Linked DNA regions of Mus musculus: regions 1 and 3 are each linked to region 2. Evidence: chromatin contacts called from public HiChIP or PLAC-seq data. All regions are on one chromosome and are shown on one strand. Each heading gives the region's core, a stretch centred on a gene start, on an enhancer-like site or on the middle of the called end of the contact. The rest is flanking DNA. Distances are from core to core; before and after follow the strand shown.

The links. HiChIP or PLAC-seq counts read pairs in DNA pulled down with a chosen protein or histone mark.
Region 1: an HNF4G HiChIP or PLAC-seq map of pancreatic cancer cells shows a contact between it and region 2. The contact joins the enhancer-like site here to the promoter of Timm17a in region 2. A contact is called at or near these places in 4 of 39 promoter capture datasets (the 3T3-L1 cell line, cranial neural crest, embryonic stem cells and 1 more), 1 of 484 Hi-C or Micro-C datasets (the BV-2 cell line), 6 of 115 datasets of contacts at active chromatin or transcription factors (bone marrow-derived macrophages, embryonic stem cells and pancreatic cancer cells) and 1 of 9 other capture datasets (adipose tissue).
Region 3: an H3K27ac HiChIP or PLAC-seq map of microglia shows a contact between it and region 2, with 3 times the contacts expected there. The contact joins the promoter of Nav1 here to the promoter of Timm17a in region 2. A contact is called at or near these places in 1 of 484 Hi-C or Micro-C datasets (embryonic fibroblasts), 1 of 115 datasets of contacts at active chromatin or transcription factors (microglia) and 1 of 9 other capture datasets (pancreatic islet).

The regions. Positions count from the first base shown.
Region 1 is chr1:134,984,058-134,986,757 of GRCm38.p6, reverse strand. Lgr6 (leucine-rich repeat-containing G protein-coupled receptor 6) reads left to right here. Exons shown (of 18, transcript NM_001033409.3): 18 at 1-405. Among named protein-coding and RNA genes, the nearest start is that of Ube2t, 23 kb to the right of the region's middle. Within about 2 kb of position 1,432, at least 8 of the 459 cell types and tissues checked have an H3K27ac peak or open chromatin away from gene starts, as enhancers often do. A contact at or near this core is called in pancreatic cancer cells, where this site is marked.
Region 2 is chr1:135,312,374-135,315,073 of GRCm38.p6, reverse strand. It overlaps Timm17a (translocase of inner mitochondrial membrane 17a), which reads left to right and starts at 1,337. Exons shown (of 6, transcript NM_011590.2): 1 at 1,337-1,380. The coding sequence starts at 1,355.
Region 3 is chr1:135,583,937-135,586,636 of GRCm38.p6, reverse strand. It overlaps Nav1 (neuron navigator 1), which reads left to right and starts at 1,282. Exons shown (of 30, transcript NM_173437.2): 1 at 1,282-2,082. The coding sequence starts at 1,317.

The DNA.
Region 1 (2,700 bases), core at 183-2,682, 330 kb after region 2:
CTGGGCCTTCTCTGTCCAATCCAATACTTCTGACAGAGGCCTGGGAAATTTGCATAGGAGAAAGGAGAAAAGCAAAAGACAGTGAAGGTTATGGGGCCCTGACAGAGCCATGATCAGTAAGTGCAGAGTGATGGGGAGGTCTCACAGAGCATGACACTGGAAGACAACTACCAAAGACATTGGAGAGTCTCCCCTGTGACATATAGAATATAAAATGTGTTTTGTGTTCCATTAATCTTGACCTATGCTGTGCCAAAGTGCTTCCTGTTAAAATACACTTTGGAAGACATTGCATATTATGTCCCTTTCTTAGAGTCATGGGGTCATGTTAGTGTCTAAAAGGTCCTGAGAATTAGGACTTTTTGGCTTAATTACTACAGCAATTAAACTTAATTATTTGATGATACCTATATATTTGCTTTTCATGAAACACTTACAAATCTCTCATAGAACTTTATGGTTTTTCTCCCGGGGAATCATCTTCATACCATGGAGTACTACCCTATGACATCATAAGATGCCACCCTCTTTCAAAGCCCCTATGAAGCCAACCTGGGGTGAAGTGCCAGAGGTGACTGATGATCCGTCATCCAGGACAGATTTTGCATTCTGCTCCCCTCCCCACCTCACTTATCCTACTGGAACAGACACCTGGAGGAGCCTGCCCCATCTCCAAGGTGGGGCGGGGGGAAAGAGACCTTGATGTGTTCCCACACCACACCGACCCCAAGCAGTAATGAAATTTCTGCCCTCAGCAAGACAGGATTCTCAGGTCCTGGTAAGATATACACTGAGAAGTCTGTGGTTCTCTGGGCTTCCCCGAACTCTATGCTAACTTTGTATGGTTTTACATTGTATGCATCTCACTATGGCCTGGACCTCTCTTCTCATCCCAATCCTGTTACTGGTAGGGATGGAAAACCCAAGAGAAGGGATATTTGTATTGTGAATATTGCATTTTAGGGAGTGCTGTGGCTATCTGGGACTCCTGGATGCCCCCAACAGGCCTTTGATTCTTCTGCCTCTCTCCTCTTGATCTTTCTTACCCTCTGCTTCCCCAAGTGCAGTTGAGGTTCTATGCAGTGCCTCCGCCTCACTCCAAACACGGGAATTCAATCTCAGAGAGAGGAGGTAACAAGTGGGGAGAAGCCAAGACTCAGCAATAGACGATAATTGCTCCTGGGATTGCCCCCAACACCATTTACCTAGAAAGGACCAAGTTTGGATCCTGAAGCCCAGTGGAGCACCATTCTCTGCCTGAATCCTGTTGTGATCCCTAGCCAAGTCCTCTTTCCAAAAACTCCACCTTTAAAACAAGCTGAGAAGGCCCTTCTCTAAGTTTAATAGTTAACTTTCCATAGCTTAGCTTCTCTGCGGTCTCCTGAGTGCCCAGTGAAAATTCTGCCATAGGTCAACAAGTGAGGTGGAGAGATGAGTCAGAGGCCATGCATGGAGCTCAGAACATTTCCAAACCTCCTGTGATTCACTGAGTAGCCCCTAGACTCTAGAAGGCTCAGAAGCAGAAAAGGATGACTTTATTATTCCTTAGGGTCTTCTCATGGGGCCAGTTTCAGGAAGGGCATTCACCAAATGATGGCAGATTTATTTATCAATTGTTTCTGGGTGCCTGATTTCTTTATTTCCCCCGGGCTATGAGAGCCCTTGGTGGGAGGTCCCCCCACCTTGAGAATTGGTGGGTTTTGGTTTTTTTGTTTTTTTGTTTTTTTTTTTTTATTTCCTAGGGTTGGCTATTTTAGTTAGGGTTTTACTGCTGTGAAGAGATACCATGACCAAGGCAACTCTCATAAGGACAACATTTAATTGGGGCTGGTTTGCAGGTTTAGAGGTTCAGTCCATTATCATCAAGGTGAGAACATGGCAGAATCCAGGCAAGCACAGTGCAGGAGGAGCTGAGAGTTCTACATCTTCATCTGAAGGTTGCTAGCAGAATACTCACTTCCAGGCAGCTAAGGACTAAGGTATTAAAGCCCACACCCACAGTGACCCATCTACTCCAACAAGGCCACACCTCCTAATAGTCCCACTCCCTGATCCAAGCATATACAAACTATCACAATGGCAAAATTGGCATTCTTTTGGGGAGGCTTGACTTACAGCAAGTTACCTAGATTTTTACCCTGCTCTCTCCACCTACATCACTATGAGATCATTCTCCCCTTTGGAGTCAAGGAACTAGCCTTGGAGTGAAGTGGCCATGTGTTGGTGGTCTAAGAATGTAGGCATTGTTCCTTAAAGAGGTCTTCTATGAGAGTGAGCCAGCCCCTTTGGGCTGCAAGCTTTAGCATGGCACAGTTGTCACCTTACTGTCTGCTTCTAAATCTGGACATCAGCCAAAGTTCAACATTCTAATTAGAGAAGAGGCAAGGGAGGAGAGAGTTGAAGTTCCATAAACTTTTATTTAAACGTCTAGCTAGGAGTGGTGGTGCCAGTGTGGAGGTGGCAAGATCGAGTGTTAGGGTCATCCTCAGCTACATAATGAGTTTGAGGCTATCCTAGGCTACATGAGACTCTGTCTCAAAAAACAAAAGCAAGCAAGCAAGCAAACAAAACCTCCAACTACTAGTTCATATACATTTACCCCAAATAAGATTGAGTAGTTAAGTTTCCTTGTGTTTTACTTTGGGCCAAATTTCTAGCAAGCCAGAATGTTAGTACTTTGGTTATCTCCTTTGTGGTCAG
Region 2 (2,700 bases), core at 88-2,587:
CAGTCAGGCTCTTGATTGCTATGCCATCTGTCTAGCCTCAAATATCTAGCTTTGTTTTGTTGTTGTTGTTGTTTTTTTTTTTGAGACAGGGTTTCTCTGTGTAGCCTTGGCTGTCCTGGAACTCACTCTGTAGACCAGGCTGGCCTCGAACTCAGAAATTTGCCTGCCTCTGCCTCCCAAGTGCTGGGAATAAAGGCGTCCGCCACCACGCCCGGCGTTGTTGTTGTTTTAAGGTGGAATGGAACAAGAACTCCCTTTATAGCTGGCAGTGACTGTGTTTTCCTGATAAGGCTGGTGAAACTTCATACTTTTAGCTTTTTCTTCTTTAACAAGGGAAGTCTGGAGTATCTCAGGATGGCTTTGAACTCTAAATGCAACTGAGGATATAACACTGAACTTCAATATGTGCCACCATAACCGTGTGTGTGTGTGTGTGTGTGTGTGTGTGTGTGTGTGTGTGTGTGTGTATGATGCTGGGGATCTGACTTACCAACTTAAGTATGACTATAGCCCTATTTTCAGTCTCTTTTCTCTGGGCTAAACATATCTCATGCTTTCTGGGTTATCCTTTGTGGGGAGGCATGGAAGAGGATCTGGCACCAACGACCCCCAAAATCAATGGTCTCAAATTGGCCATGGCTCCTGAAATGGTCCAATTGTCTCTATAAGATGAACACTTATTTTCGGGCTGCTAAATTGGCTCAGTGGGTAAAGTACTCGCTGTCAGCCCTGACAATTCCAGTTCTGTAGACTCTCCTTAGACCTCCATGCACCCACCAGATCCCGTACATACATCAATTAATAAAAATAATCTTTATTTTAAAAGTTATCTATTACATTCCAGACATTATGACTATATAGATCTGCTCTAAAAGAGCTACATATATTTATTAAAGATTCACTGTTCACGGCAAATTAAGTAGCACTATTAATAAATACCTGACAGCAAAAGCACTTTTTAAAAAATAGCGGCTGGATAGTGGTGACACACACCTTTAATCCAGCACTCGGGAGGCACAGGCTGGCTGATCTGAGTTTGAAGCCAGACTGGGCTACATAAGCGAGTTCCAGGGCAGAGAAACTCTGTCTCGAAAAAAAGGGCAATCAATGTTTATCCCAGGCCACGGGGCTGATCTGAACTCTGTCACTCAGTACTCCGAACCCCCGAACCTCCACGCCCTGGCCGGGGAGCCTCCACGCTCCGGGTCTACAAGGAGTCCGATTGCCATTGGCTGCGGCAGGAAGAGATGCTCCAATCCCCGTCCAGTAGCACGCCTCCGCCTGGGATCACTTCCGTCGCGGGGATCAATTTCCGCCCAGCGTGCCGTAGACTCTCGCGCGGGTTGGAGCCAAGATGGAGGAATACGCGAGAGAGCCGTGGTGAGTTGCCGCCGCCGCCCTTGTCCCTTAATTACCTCCTCCATCCGCCGTGGTCGGAGTCTGAGGTGCAAGCGGAGCTCCGCGCGGCTCGGCGCCGAGATCTGGGCAGCTGTGGGTAGTGTGGATGAGCGTGACAAAGGTGGCTTTTTAGCGCAGTGTGCCAGGACCCCAGCACCCCTGTGACCTTGTGGTGCATTGGGAGGAGGTCCGGTGCTGGGCTTGGTGGAGCTTTGGAACCTCCTCCCTATGGCAGGTGCTGTCGACTTTGTGCGGGGACAATAATGATCCCTTCTGCCTGCTGAGGCGACCTTGAACACGTCCCTAAGCCTCGCTCTGCTCAGTTTCTGCCTCGACGAAGGGAATGTAGATCTCCGAGTGCCATACCCGAGGCCTTATGCCTATGAGGACTAAGTGTCCCCACGATGAAGCATTTCAAATGAGTAGACCACAAATTTCACCCAACATCCAAGGGGGCTGGATGAGCTCCTTGTAGGCTGAAGCGGCCTTTCCTATGTGGAATTCCCGAAGAAAAAAGATATATCAGTATGTGGAAAATAGGAAGAGATGAGCTGCGTGTGTTCTCTGAAAAGCCATGAATAGACATAAATTCATTAAGTGTTTATTAAGTAAGGGCTGTATGCTTGGCTCAAGGTGTAAACAAGAGTAAATCAGGCATAGCTGTTTGCAGTAAATTAATGTAATAGCTGTCGAGTCTCAACAGTTGTTTGAATAAAGCCTCAGGTGTCACAAGCTAATAGATCTTGGTATTCTGGGTTTTTGTTTGTAATGAGCGTCAGGGTATTATCCTCAAATAGTGTGTCTGCCCAGGATTTTAAATTATTATTTGGTGGCACTCCCAAAAGTATGCTTCAGCCTTCTGTCCTCAGAGGAGGTTATCTCCATGTGTTGGGGTTGGATATGCAGGGTTTAGCTGGACTGTATAAATTGGTACTAGATGCCGTATAATGACACAGATTAGCAGGAGGGGTAATTTTGATACATTTGAGTTTTCCCCAGGTCAGGTGGCACAGGCCTCATGAGGTAGAAGCAGGAGAGCCAGCAAGTTTAAGGACAGCCTGGGCTCCATAGCAAGTTCTAGGGCAGCTGGGGTTAGACCTTGTGTCAGACATATTTTCATCAGAGTGCACTGTGCATGCTGGTAATCTCAGCACTTAGGTTCTAGGCTAGCCCAGGATACATAGCAAGGCCATGTCTTGATGTTTGATAAGTTACTGGACATTCCTTTTTTTTCTTGGTGTGTTCTGAGGCCAGCGCTGTCTGAAACAGTAGATGGTTTAATCATTGTCATAATACTTCTTT
Region 3 (2,700 bases), core at 33-2,532, 270 kb before region 2:
GCAGTGGTGGCGCACGCTTTTAATCCCAGCACTCGGGAGGCAGAGTCAGGCAGATTTCTGAGTTCGAGGCCAGCCTGGTCTACAGAGTGAGTTCCAGGACAGCCAGGGCTACACAGAGAAATCCCGCCTCCAAAAACAAAAAACAAAACAAAACAAAAAATGCTCTGCCAAGGGACCTATGCTAACTCTCCTGTGTCCTTAGTGTCCCAAAGCCCCTTTTCCTAGGAAGCTAGGATTAAAACCATTGTAAGAGCAACAGAGGTTCAATGACTTTGACAAGGTCATGTGATCAAGTGGAATGGTGACTCGGACTCCTGCACCCAACAGTTAGCCGCTTCAACCCCTCAGGTCCCTGTCCCTGTCAACCCTAGGCACTGTCTAAAGCAGCCTGTTCTGTCCTGTGTCCCTTACCTTCTGGGTTTAGGAGGGCAAAATACACCATAGAGACTAAAGGTAACTAAAGGTAAAGAATTTCTGAGGGAAACCAAAGGTAACGGTTTGTGAGAGCTTCCCTCAGGCTCTGCCAGTTTCTACCCAAGACCTACAGGGCCACTCTTTCTCCTGGGTCAAAGACACCCTTTCCCAGGACCTTTACCTGTACCCCTAAGTCTCCCTTCCTCCACTCATGCTTTTTTCCAGATGCAGCAGGGAACCTTCTACCCCATCTCTCTGTAGAAAGCAAGGAGAAAAACTGGTGGGATCCTCTCTGTGCCCCCGGGGCTCAGCTCACAGACACCTCCCCCTCCCGAGCCAGAAATAGACACACTCTCTCCCCTACCTCCCTCCCCTTGCGCACACTCCACCCCTCCTCCTGTTTGCTCCCCGCCTTCCCCCTCCCCTCTTTCTCGCTGGGAGCTGCAGCCCGCAGCCTCTCCACGAGCTGGAAGGAGGAGTAGAGAGAGGGCGCTGCCCCGGAGTGTGCAGCCCGCAGCACGGATCGGCTAGCCGGGGGACAGAGACAAGATCCCAGCATCACAACACGACCTGGCTTCGATGGAGCCGCTGGTCTTCTATCGTTCCTTTGACTGATTTAAATTTTTTAATTTATATTCTCCCCGCCCCGCCCCTTTTCCTTCGACCCCGCCCCATCAACCCGCTATTTCCTTGCCTTTTCCTCTTCCCCGGCTTCCTTCTCCGCATTTCTTTCCCTTTCGCCCTCCGCTCGCCCCCTTGCTCCCTCCCCTTCCTCTCCCCTTCCTCCGCGGTTTCTTCCGTCCTCCCCCCCATTCCGCCCCCTCCTCTCCCGGCACTACCGCCCCCTCCCCCGCCCCGTGCCTGCAGACGCGCGGATCGTCCATGCGCTCCTCGCAGGCAGAATGCTGGGCAGCAGCGTCAAGAGCGTGCAGCCCGAGGTGGAGCTGAGCGGCGGCAGCGGCAGCGGCGGCGACGAGGGCGCGGACGAGTCTCGGGGAGCCAGCAGAAAGGCAGCCGCGGCGGACGGCAGAGGCATGCTGCCCAAGCGCGCCAAGGCGGCAGGAGGCAGTGGCAGTATGGCCAAGGCCAGTGCAGCGGAGCTGAAGGTCTTCAAGTCCGGCAGCGTGGACAGTCGTGTCCCCGGCGGGCTGCCTACCTCCAACCTGCGCAAACAGAAGTCGCTCACCAACCTCTCGTTTCTCACGGACTCCGAGAAAAAGCTGCAGCTGTATGAGCCTGAGTGGAGTGATGATATGGCCAAAGCACCCAAGGGTTTGGGCAAACTGGGGCCCAAGGGCCGCGAGACTCCTCTGATGTCCAAGACGCTGTCCAAGTCTGAGCATTCGCTCTTCCAACCCAAAGGTGGCTCAACCGGCGGCGCCAAGACCCCACTGGCTCCGCTAGCGCCCAGCCTAGGCAAACCTAGCCGGATTCCTCGGGGACCCTATGCGGAGGTCAAGCCTCTCAGCAAGGCGCCTGAGGCAGCGGTAAGCGATGATGGCAAATCGGATGACGAACTGCTTTCCAGCAAGGCTAAAGCGCAAAAGGGCTCAGGGACTGTGCCCTCTGCCAAGGGCCAGGAGGAGCGGGCCTTCCTCAAGGTGGACCCCGAGCTTGTGGTTACCGTGCTGGGCGACCTAGAACAGCTACTCTTCAGCCAGATGCTAGGTAAGACTTGCTGCCCCGCCCCACCCCGCCCCTGGTTTTCTCCTGGCCAGCTGCAGGAAGAGGTTTGCTTTCCCCCTTTCTCCCTTCTATACCGATCACTGGCCAGGTTAGGAGGGGTATTACTGCCCAGATGTGCAGAGCTGGCCTACCTCCAGCTGTGTCTGGCTAACGTGTGTCTTAAAGATGTCGCTGATGGGAGCCTGGGCTCTGCTGTGGCTTGTTGGAAGTGAGGGTGGACAATGGAGACGGGGGACTTGGGGGGCTCAGAAATCATTAGCTCCCTTGAATTTTAAGGTCCAGAGTCCTAATATGGCAAACCACAGTGAGGTTGGTAGAAACACCAGCTGAGGAGTAGTCTGCGCTGAATAACACAGCATCCAGCATTGCTAGGGAAGCCTAGGGTAGGAGATCTAGAGCAAAGATGTGGGGAAAGCAGATGTGAGGGCTAGTTGGTCCTTGGAGCAGGGCTGAGGCTCCACTTCCTCTGTGAATCCCGGGTGGGAGCTTGAGTCGGATTTCCCCGGGTGTGGGGGACCTGGCAGCAAGAAGTGTCTGGGGCCAGGGAGGCGGGCGGGCAGCCAGCTGTGCGCATCTGGATACACGTCCGTTCCCCCAGCC